Regions from separate parts of the Mus musculus genome. Here region 2 is linked to region 1. Evidence: chromatin contacts called from public Hi-C data. All regions are on one chromosome and are shown on one strand. Each heading gives the region's core, a stretch centred on a gene start, on an enhancer-like site or on the middle of the called end of the contact. The rest is flanking DNA. Distances are from core to core; before and after follow the strand shown. Region 1 holds the start of Ces1f (carboxylesterase 1F). Region 2 holds the start of Ces1g (carboxylesterase 1G).

Region 1 (3,371 bases), core at 489-2,988:
AGAGAGAGAGAGAGAGAGAGAGAGAGAGAGAGAGAGAGAGAGAGAGAGAGACTCCATCCACTATAAGAGTGTAACATAAGAGAGAGAGCCAAGATCACAGAGAGGCACAGCTATAGCTGAGTGAGAACACCCACCAAGAGTTCTGGCAGGAGAAGGCATGAACCATGGAAGCCTTAAGAGGAGGAGGAGAGGGAGGAGGAGGAAGAGGAGGAAGAGGAGGAAGAGGAGCAGGAGGAGGGGGAGGAGGGGGAGGAGGATGACCAGGAGGAGGAGGGATAAAAAAATACTTCCGAGATGAAAGAGGGCAAAGTCTGATTATAGGTGACTAGGCATGGCTGAATTAACTATGAACTTTCAACAGGATTACCTAGAGCAAAATGTGCTTGCATGCAAGGGGTGGGGGTAGGGTGAGAACATTGCCAACAGAAGCTATGACTTACAACATTGCACACACATGTAATGCCTACTGTATACCAGAGGTACATCCCAGTTTCTTGAATTCATAACAATATCGTCTTTCTAGGTAACTATTGGTGTGTCTATTTAACTTGGAAGAATCAATCCTGTGTGGAGTTCCTAAAAATGGAGAGTATGCCGTTGCCAGGGTAACCAGCAGCAAAGGCATGTTCTGCTTCAAATCTGGGTCCTTCAGTTCCAGGCCTCTCTCAACGTCACCTGTCCACACAGGGTGAGGCATTTAAGGGATTGATTGCTGAGTACTGGCTCTGTATTTAAGTGCTAGAGACAGCCCTGGACATGATTTGCCAGATAAACTTGGAAGAACATACCAGTTTTTACAGGCCACCTATTAATGGCACAGATATACATTGAAATCAATGCTATAACCACATATTTACCATGAATTTAACTCATGTATCTGATGTTTAGGAGGCTATCATGACTCTTGGGAACTGTCTCTCTCAGAGTCTATCAATTTCAGAGGCATGACCCTAACTAAACATCTCCTTTATGATAGCATGGACTACTGTCTGCCTGTCCATCTGCCCTCATTACCCTGAACCTGGTACCAGACACTTGAGATGTGCACTGTTCCCTAAAGTTCCTTGAAATGCTAACAAAAGAGGCATTTGCTACAGGCTCCCCAGCCTGAGCCTCCTCACTGACCTGGCACGTCCTGTCCCCCCTACCTTAGTACTATGACTTTCTTCTTGGGGAAAATGAACAACAAAGTGGTTTTTCAATGACTATTTGGTCCTGATGTGCTAGCTTGACCATACTGTGTATTTTCTATTAGTACATCCTATATTTATGTATTATGTATTAATAATGGAGGACCCACTACATGTAAAGGCATGAAGGGGCATCCTATTGCAAGTGTACCTAAAAAGCTTTAGAAATGAAACCAACTAATCCTCTATAGTCCAGTGAAGTAAGGGAACCAACCTGTCTTGATTCCTCTTGTGCTGGAGTTGGCTCTTCGTCCTCTGTACCTAAGTGTGCTGCAGGGACTCAGGGATTTTAGTGTCTCTTGATCTCAGAGTGTCCTGCACCATGGTGTAGGCCACTTAGAGGCAAATCCAAGTCTGGAGAGTGAGTTCTCCTGCAGAACTAAATCTGTCTTGTCTGTGCTCTATGCACAACCCTGCTACTCTTTGTGTCCCCCACAAATTTGTATTTCAAAAGTACTCACCGCAAATCACACAGGTTGCTAGAGACACCAGGAACAGAGTGCTAAGGAACATCTTGCATGGACAGGCTCCCAAGTCAATGGACCTTCTAACTCTGATCCACAAGGAAGGGGTGTGTAAGGTCCTGCCCACATCCTGGGAACCTCCCAGGAGTCCTGCCCACAGAGCCCAATTACACAATACAGAACTACACACACACACACACACACACACACACACACACACACACACACACAAACACCTCTTTCTCTTCCTTAGCCACAGCTCTTCCAAGTTTACCCTGCTTTATCTGAACACTCATGCACCCAGCATTAGCTGTCTTATATATAAACAATTAGTATGAAACTCTCAGATGACAGATCAACAGCTTCTTTTAAAAAAAAAAACTTTTTATTAGATATTTTCTTCATTTACATTTCAAATGCTATTCCAAAAGTCCCCTATACTCTCCCCCCACCCTGCTCCCCTACCCACTCCCTCCCACTTCTTTCATAAATATTTTTCCTTGTAACACTCTCGCTTCAGAGTGCCAGGAGATCTCAAAGTCAAGCAAATACCTCCAGGCAGTGAAAAGCTTTAGTGAGGTGGGGGGATTCTTATAACAGGCTGAAATTTTTTAGAGAAATTCACAGCTCCACAGCTGTTCACCAGGGAGATCAGGGCACATGTCTCTGCCTCCCTTTTCTAGCATTTTGGACTCTTGTGTTTGGTAACAACGTTAAGCTTCAACTACCCTCCTTGGAGAAGTTTAGATTATTTGTATAGTCATCTTGCCAAGTGGCCCTATCTTGGGCCACATGCAACCAAGTTTGGGAACTCACTCAGTTCAGGGCAGAACTTTAGGTATAGATCTTTCTTATAATAATTCAACTCCATTTCAAAATCCTTGGCTTTTACCACCTACCTGCCCATTGATCCAGGAATACTTTGAATATTAACCAGAACAGATGTGAGGTCAGGAAGAGTCTGGCATATGTGTCCAAGCTGCAAACCATGGGGCTACGGTATAAGCATGCACTTGGGAGAGGGTCTTTCACAAGGTGCTATTGAAGGAAGCTGCTGAGATCCCCTTCCTAGGACCATCAAATGCCTTAGGACAGTGCTTTGGTTGAATACAGTCTGGTACAGCTGGCTAAGCAAATGCCATAGCTCCACTCAAAGTAGCTGTGGGCATCACTGTGTGATCAGGAAATAGAGAGGATCAGCTCAGGAGAGGAAAACACAAGTTATAGATTATCACTTAGTTTAAAGACTTAGTTTCTCTGATAGCTAGGCAGAGAGTTCCAGTCCTACTAACATACCTACAATAATTAAAACCATGAGCAGTAAAAAACTATCTGTACAAAGAGCATTTATTTCTAATATTTTAAGGGGCAGAAACAGCCCAAATAAATGTTCATGAACTGAACAATAAATAAATTGGTCACCTGTGTCCCTCACTGAATATTGTTTGTAAGAGCAGGTGCTGCCATAACTTGAAATTATGAAAAATAAAAGAAGCCAGTCATGAAGCTAATAGGCTTTAGGCTTCCAGTTGCGTGAAGGTTCCAGAACATAAAGATGAACAATGAGGGCTGGTTGCTGAGGGAAAGGAGATGAAGGGGCAATGGAGAGCTGCCAAGGCTGGGGAGCCTGCATTTGGGTTTTGCATTTGTCTGAGGCGTGATGGAAACGTGCTAAGTCGGCAGCGATGTGTAGCTCACTATGCATCTTTTTTTAACC
Region 2 (2,928 bases), core at 21-2,520, 57 kb after region 1:
TAGTGGGTAAATAATCACAATAAATAGCTATGGGATCACTCAGGTTCTAGAAGAGGCGAGTCATAACATTAAGCATGATCATGCAGAGGGAGAAAATTTGGGTATTGGACTTTTGCATAACTACTGCCTCAGCTCTATTCTTGCTCTGTGAAGTCTTTCCCTCATCTCCCCACAGCTTCTCATTTGTTCTCTTTCTGCCTGCTGTGGATCTCTGACTTAAGGTATGTTTTATTTGAGATGTTTTTCCTTCAAGGCCAATGATTTAACAATGCAACAAGCCCACCATAGTTTTGAGAGTGTCTGTTATCAAGAGTAGCTGATAGTGCTATAAACAGTGTTATAAAAAAATCATGCCATGCACTGAGGAAAGCCCTATGCTTAGTCTCTTTGCTTTTAGGTTACCAGACACAATGAGGTATCTTTCCTGAGACACATATGTGTTAAAATGTCCATAGGTAACAGCATTGCTATTTTGTGTGACTTCCAAGATTCTATGCTATAGTAGACACTTCTATAATGAGAGGAAAGAGTTACGCAATGATCTGGAGATGTATATCAGAAATTTATAGACTAACTTCTAAATCTTCAAATTCTCTGAAATTATCCCAACTAGGAAAGGCTACATCACTGTCCCCTGTCTCCCCTCTTCTTTCCAGGGTAAACCATGACAAAGACCTTTGACAGCAGCTTCCATTCTGCCTCAGCCTTCTTAATAACCCAGTGCATCTCCCTCTGCCATAACTTCGTTGCTTTGCCCCACCCCTTTTCGGGAAATTTTCAGGAAGAAATTACCTTTTCAATGCTCAACAGTTCTTGGCTAATTCTACAAGTCAAACTTCCTATGGATATACTCTACTTTAAAGCACATATATATATATATATAATATCCCCTAGACCAGCCGGTATTCAGAGTGTTACAGAAAATTGTTCATTTCACACTGGACTGCAACCCAATGGGGAAGAAGCAGGCACGGCAAAATTAAATTCCTCACTCAAGGACATAAAACTCCAAAGCCCTCAGCTTAGAGTAACTGGTGTATTCTGTCCATGTCTGGCGGATGAACACCTCTAAGAAATGGGATCTGTTTTTAATTTTCCTGAATGCATCTGCATTCACCAAGGCCCAGGACAAAGAATTTCAAATGTGCACCCGGAAGTACTCACCCAGACTCAAGCAAGCAGTGAGAGAGATCAGACTCAAAGCACAGAGCCACATCATGGAAGAATAGCAGCTCTGGGGTCTAGTGAGGTGTCTGGTGGTGGAGATAATGCACTGATCCTGCCCCACAGCTATAAACTCATGCCTGAAATCCTGCCCACTAAGCCAATTTGCATAGAATCACCAAATGAAAATTCCTGACTGAGAGCTCTCTGGGCGCCTAATGGGACTTCTTAGTCACACCGACCTAGAGTTTAAACAAACTCTCTCTCTTATTTGACCAGCCATTGGACAGCTCTCAGATAACAGAGGTCCATAAACTAACCAAGGAACATCTTACATAATGTTTCTCCCCTTTGGAATTCAAACCTCAGTGTTCTGTCGGCCTCCCAAAGGCAGAGAGTAGCACAGCAGGCCTTCAGACAGGGAAAAGCTTTGATTTGACATCTCCAGTAAACAATGATAAATTTTAGAACAAATCAAAACCTCCAAACATCTCAGATCCATGATCTGAATACATCTCTTGGCATCCCTGGGCTTGTGCTTCCTTGAGTTCTAGACCCATGGTTGGTCTTTATACTTTATCCAGGGTCTGCTGATGTCTAAATACTGCCCTTACAATACTCCTATCAAGTGCTCTGTCTTCTTCTACTCTACTCTAAGGTCAGAGAGATCACTATTTTAAAGAACAGGGGTTTGGAGACAGTTTCTCCCCATAGTAGGTATCCCTCCATAGTCTAATTATCTGCCTATTCATTATCCGTCCATTATTCAAACATTAACCACAATGACTAGCATTTCCTTCTACAGGAAAGAAAATGGGAAAGGAAAACTGCAAGCCTAGCACTCTATTACCACCCTCACCCCCACCCCCAGATATCTGTGAATGTAGTTTTCTTCAGTGAGAGACTAAACTGCCCCACACTCATGTAACCAAGGCAACATGTGCAGCATCATTTTCTAATTTAGCTATGTGTTTGGGGTTCTGTTCTGCCTAAGGGTCTACAGTATCTTCTTTAAAATCATTTGTAGGCAGTATTGTGGCACTTTCATAAATATGCCTTAAATTTATTTCCTTTTTTGTCCTCCTCCCACTTTGCCCTCGCACACCCTTCTTGTTTATCCCTGTTCTCCTCCCAGCTGGCTAACCTCTGAGCTTTTGTGCCATGTGGGTTTCTGACCTAGGCCAGCAATTCATTCCTGAATGATAGAGTCCTGAGAAACAAGGTGCAGGGTGTCAGAGTTAAGGAGATAGAAAAGATGGGCTTAAGAAATCTTACACAAGCAGTGGGTTATGCCAAGCAAATTTACTAAGAAGTATAGCATCTTATATACTATCCCTGGGAGAGAAATCAGATAGAGCCAGCAGAAACAATCTTACAATGAGATGAAGTCAGCAGGAAGTTAATCAAGCAATGTTGCAAAAGAGAAATGCAGGGTATCTGAAAAGCTTGAGACCAACACACAGTGGCATTGGGACTTGTAACCATAAATATAGAAGGAAGAATTAGGTTTTCAGGATCCAAAGCCACAGCTTCCCCAAGGTGCTGGATCCAAGCCATTAATGTCTCTACTAAGTAAATTCTTGGTTTTAGATAAGTAAATGTGTTCCTTCTCCTACATCAGGAAAAAGCTCTCATGTCCCTGGGTTCAGGCTATTACTGGCTCTGCCAAACTTGTTCCTGGTTTAGAGAAAGAGCTATGTTCCTTCTCTATACATTAGGGCTTCTGAGAAAGCCTTGAATCAGTCGAGCCTTCAAGATTTTCAA

Evidence for each region. A called contact is a pair of places that touch in the nucleus more often than the background predicts.
Region 2: a Hi-C map of liver shows a contact between it and region 1, with 3 times the contacts expected there. The contact joins the promoter of Ces1g here to the promoter of Ces1f in region 1. A contact is called at or near these places in 2 of 39 promoter capture datasets (both in liver), 6 of 484 Hi-C or Micro-C datasets (all in liver), 5 of 115 datasets of contacts at active chromatin or transcription factors (embryonic stem cells, hepatocytes, intestinal villus epithelium and 2 more) and 3 of 9 other capture datasets (adipose tissue, liver and pancreatic islet).

The regions. Positions count from the first base shown.
Region 1 is chr8:93,277,998-93,281,368 of GRCm38.p6, forward strand. Ces1f (carboxylesterase 1F) reads right to left here and starts at 1,739. Exons shown (of 14, transcript NM_144930.2): 1 at 1,652-1,739. The coding sequence starts at 1,703.
Region 2 is chr8:93,335,939-93,338,866 of GRCm38.p6, forward strand. Ces1g (carboxylesterase 1G) reads right to left here and starts at 1,271. Exons shown (of 14, transcript NM_021456.4): 1 at 1,165-1,271. The coding sequence starts at 1,216.